Regions from separate parts of the Gossypium hirsutum genome. Here region 2 is linked to region 1. Evidence: chromatin contacts called from public Hi-C data. All regions are on one chromosome and are shown on one strand. Each heading gives the region's core, a stretch centred on a gene start, on an enhancer-like site or on the middle of the called end of the contact. The rest is flanking DNA. Distances are from core to core; before and after follow the strand shown.

Region 1 (2,584 bases), core at 24-2,523:
AAATGAAGAGCCTGTTTGGTAGCTTGTCTAAGCTCCCACCTGGCTGGTCCTGGGGAATTCTTTAAGTCATTGACTTGAACAATAGTACAAATTCCACCGGGCCTAAAATCTAGTTTCCGAATACTCTTTTCCAGGAATTGGATTCTCCATCTGAGGAAATTTTGCCACTTCTCTTCATCCGAAAATGTTTTCTGGTAAAGCTCCTTGTTTCGGAACTCCCCGAACACATTATAGCACACCGGATGTCCTTCCTTGTCAAAACCATGCATAAATACCACCTTATTCAAATTATCACCAAGATCTTGTTCAACCAGTTCATCAATCCCGAACTCTTTTCTCCAAAGAATAGTGCTTTTCAGCATCACAAACGCCTCTTTCACCTTGAAATCTCTGGCTCTTAGAAATTTGAGGAGAATGACATCGCTCCTTTCATCTGCAAGAAGCGGTACGCCCCATATGGATATCTCCTCGGGTGGCACCACCTTGTCCTCTGCTTTACCACCTTTTCGTTCGTCTTCCGATACCACATAAGCCTCTGTCTCTGCTGCAGGTTGAGCTGAAGAAGAGACTGAGACAATGCTCTCTTCAATGGCTTCTACAGTCTTGGCACCATCGTCTTCCACGGTGTTAGAGCCAGCAGCTGCAGTAGCAACCTTGTCTTCAATAACCTCCGTTTCAACCAGATTGATACTATCTTCCTTTGCGGGTGCATCATTAGTTTCGGCGACTGTTTCTGGTTTTGGTGGTTCGTCATCAATAACCGCTTCGTCCTTTGCCTCCTCTTTGGCTGATTTTTTCTCGTCATCCTCTTTAGGCGCTTCTGGTTGTTGCCCACCAAACTCATGCTTGTTAAGCGCTTCTTGAACAAGTTGCTTAAGTTGTTGTAACGCTTTCTTTTCATTATCAAGAAGATCAACCACCCTCGTGCTCTCTTCCTTGAAAGAACCCGACTGAAGAACATTTCCCTGATTATCACACTTGGGTTTTGACAAATACTCTTCCACTAAAGCCTTCTCGACCGGCTTCTGATTTACGGATTCTTCATCAGTTTCAGCTTGAGGTGGTTCTTTCACAACTGCTGCAGCAGGTGGTTGTTGTGGGACGTCATGGGCAAGTACCACCTGGTCAACATAGGCAGGGTTCCGAGTTTGGTCAGCCATAGCTAACAATGATACCAATAGGAATACAAATGGGGAAAGTGGGTTTATTGGAGAGTTCAAAGGGGGGCGGGGGGAGACAGTTTTTAAAGAGAGGAGTGGGGTTGAAGTTAGGAGGAAAACAAGCTGTGACAATCATTCATATAAGGGAGCCAGTTGGGATTAAGTCTAAATTAGGGGACCCACCACGTCTGTCTATCACCTGTTTTACGACCCAACGGGCGTTAGCGTTACATTGATAGAAATGATGGATGGGCGCAGTTGAGGGTTTGGTTTGGGTGGGGTCTACCATTGGGCAGAAAATGAACCGTTGATGCGTTGGAAAATGGACACCTAGGACACTCTGCATCTTTGTGTCTGTCATATTCTTCTGCGTAGCCAATCCAATGTGGGAGGTAGGACCCACTAGTAAATCATTCACTTTTGTGATGGTATGAAATTGAAATATCTTGAAAATAGTATTTTCTTTACTAATTTAATGTTATTTTAATATTTTCATTTTAAATTTTAGTTTTTTTCTTAAAAAAATAAAATTCAGCATGATATTTTGATATTTATACCTCAAATTATTTAAAAAGATATAAATAACATGATATGTCAGCTCAAATCTATTCTTATCAATGTTGACATACAAAATTGAATTTCAATTGTAACGTTTACCTCGATAATTTTAATTTAATCATTATTTAAATAAATTTAATTTTTTTGTGAAAAAATATATTTGATTTGATACTCATTTACTTAAATAAATTCATGTATTAATTTTGACATCTCTATGTTAATGACAATACTTTATTATCAATCAACTACATGCTAATCTTAATATATTATTATTATTCAAGCCCATAATAATACTCTACTAAGGACCTTTTAAGAATAATCATATTATTCTCAGGACATTATTATAAAATAATTTATTTATATATTCAGAAAAGAAACTGAAATAATAATGATAATGCTTTATATTAACAAACGAGGTAATACTCGACTAAGGGCCTTTTAAGAATAATTATATTATTCTCAAGATATTATTATAAAATAGTTTATTTATGTACCCAAAAAAGAAACTGAAATATAATGATAATGTCTTATATTAACAAACGGGGCAAAACAAGTATGTTATAATCATCTAATGATTGGTCTTTGGTCATACTCTAACAGTATATGCCTTCTCTGTTAAGGACTTAGAAAATCCTCTTAAATTTAAATCGTCATCCAACCTAACAATGCCTAACGTCTCTGCAAATTTTATCAAATGCTCATGTGAATCACCAAACTTGCCATTGAATTGCTTCAAATTATCACTGGTATAGTCCTTGGGTTCTGGTTTGGTAGGTACCCTAGCAGGGTATGATAGTTTAAGATCAAATTCTGAGAAACTAAGGACAGTTTGAGATCAAATTTGGAGAAACTAAGGCTTTTGCTTT
Region 2 (2,584 bases), core at 38-2,537, 220 kb before region 1:
AGATGATACCGACAACCTGAAAGCTACGAATAGCATATTCACTGTGAACACTATTAGTAAATGACTGGAGCAATAAAAATAGTATAAATGCCGTATGAACATGCTGCAGTGTTGAAGCAAATATTCAACACTCGCGTTCTAGGAATTGCAAAATTCTAATTTTCTACCGTAGAAGTTCCAAATTACTGACTGGAATCCGCCAACTGATCTTCGGATTCGCAATAAACTAGCTTTGCTTTCTCCATTTTTCTATGCTTCTCTTGGATGAAAGCTTAATGCTAAAATGTTTATATGAAACTTCTTAAAAATAGTTACACACGTAAGATGTAACTCGAGTTAACTTAGCTCACATCTAATAGGTCAATGTAATGATTTGGTATCTTTTGACCAAATTTGATTTAAAGAGATTTGATTTACAAAAAATATTATATTAATAAGACCTCTGCTGATTCATTCCATATTGAAGATTTTGTTGAGTTAAATTTAAAGAATTAAATATTCATACTGCTTGTACTTTTCCAAGCCATTACATGATAATTTAATAGATGGCTTGTTATAGTTTTATGTATGAGATTATAAGAGAGCTTATCTTGTTCATGTAAGGAACTTATTTTAGTGCAAAATTGTTGTAAGTAATATCTTGTTGTTGTTTAGTTTGCAATTAAGCTTGCAACTTGGTGAGTTATTTGAACTTAAATAATGTCTTGTACTAGGAGATTTATTGTGAATTACTCTTTAAACAAGACTTGCAAACATAGGACATTTCCAAATTGCGTAACAAATTTTTTGTATCCATCTCTTATTTTTATACTGTTAGTTAGTAAGTCCAATTGCAAATTGAACATGAATCTGGAAGGCAAAATTAACAAATTCTCAATTGGTACTAGAGTTAGACACTTCACGCATTAAGTGAACATTCTATTGTTGATTTACTATAAAGATGGAAGGTAAATTAATCTCAAAACCCTCGATGTTGGATGATATGAATTATGCCTACTAGAAGGTAAAGATGAAGATATCTATCAAGTCAATGGATGAGAAAGTTCAACATTTAATTCTGATTGGTTGACAACCTGGAACAATATATGTTGGTGGTGTGTAGACATCAAAACCAAAAGTTATATGGACAGACTGGTAAGTGCGAATTCCAAAACTTGAATGTAATTTTCAAAAGAGTTAATTCTCAAGAGTTTAGGCGTATTTCAAAGTGCATTACTTCTAAAATAGTTTGTTCTATTCTTGATACTTCATATGTCTAGTCATGGGTACGGGTGAACTCCCGTTGGACCAATGGGCCTACTTCTAGAATTAAAAACATAACATTTTAAAAGCTAGATAAATTGCGTAATTAATATGATTCTCCTGTTCACTTCCCGTCTCCATCCATGCTTGATGGCTGGGAATGCCATTGAAGTTAGTAGTGAAATTTTGTTATCTGCCCTCAGCTCCACTTGACGGTGAACCCCAACGTGGCATAGAGGTGCGATGCTAAGCACAAATTTCGATTCCAATGTGGACCCAGTTTTCAAGCTTGTATTGCCATTTGACACACAACTGTTGCACCAAAGATAAAATACCAGGAACAGCAAAGTTTGCCAATAGGAGTGAGGCAATCTCAACCTTATCCACATTCCAACCACAAGCTTTTATCCAATTCATCATCTCCTCTTGCCACATGAGCACTCCTTATCAGATCTCCTCCATCACAAACAAATCTATTATACTACAAGACTACTTTGAGAAAGCTAATTGAGCTCCATTTCCCTAGTAAACAAGAGTTCTTTTTTTCACAGCAATGGCAGCCATGAACTCCAGTGTTTTGGCATGCAACTATGCTATCTCAGGCACTGGATCATCTGAGCTTAATGCCAAACTTGCTTCAGCGCCATCAGTTGCTTCCCCAGTTATGTGCGGTGGTCGCAAGTTGCCTGTGATCAGAGCCCAGCAGGCTAAATTTTCTGATTCCAAAGGATCAGGTGCCAGTGAAGGAAGAAGAGCTGCTGTGCTCTACTTGGCAGCTGGCCTTTTCACCACAGCTGTTGCTTCTTCTGCAAATGCTGGGGTCATTGACGAGTACCTTGAAAAGAGCAAAGCTAACAAGGTGTGTTTCGCTATGAAATCTGAAAAAATATCAACCATCATGCTGCAGAGAAATTTTTGTATTTGCAGAACAACGTAATAGATTAACCTGCTTTTGCTGCAGGAATTGAATGACAAGAAGAGGTTGGCAACAAGTGGAGCAAACTTTTCCAGAGCATACACTGTTCAATTTGGCACTTGCAAGTTCCCTGAGAACTTCACTGGCTGCCAGGATCTTGCAAAGCAAAAGGTTCAAAACCTAACATCTGCCTTTTCTTGTCTTAGTGTCAAAGGTTCTGTGGACGATTTCATAATGATATTCTTTTTCGGTTTGTTGAATGCAGAAAGTACCATTCATCTCTGATGATTTGGCCTTGGAATGTGAAGGGAAGGACAAATACAAGTGTGGTTCCAACGTTTTCTGGAAATGGTGATGCGATCCAAATGTATTTTTTCACTTAAACTATCCACTCTACCTCAACATGTATCTAATTTTTCCATTTTA

Evidence for each region. A called contact is a pair of places that touch in the nucleus more often than the background predicts.
Region 2: a contact with region 1 is called in a Hi-C map of leaf, with 2.8 times the contacts expected there. The contact joins the promoter of LOC107890700 here to the promoter of LOC107890710 in region 1. A contact is called at or near these places in 16 of 34 Hi-C or Micro-C datasets (anther, callus, fibers and 4 more).

The regions. Positions count from the first base shown.
Region 1 is chrA11:78,956,497-78,959,080 of Gossypium_hirsutum_v2.1, reverse strand. It overlaps LOC107890710 (patellin-3), which reads right to left and starts at 1,273. Exons shown (of 4, transcript XM_016815239.2): 1 at 1-1,273. The coding sequence starts at 1,160.
Region 2 is chrA11:79,181,237-79,183,820 of Gossypium_hirsutum_v2.1, reverse strand. It overlaps LOC107890700 (photosystem I reaction center subunit N, chloroplastic), which reads left to right and starts at 1,287. Exons shown (of 3, transcript XM_016815228.2): 1 at 1,287-2,101; 2 at 2,204-2,329; 3 at 2,424-2,584. The coding sequence starts at 1,796. The coding sequence ends at 2,513.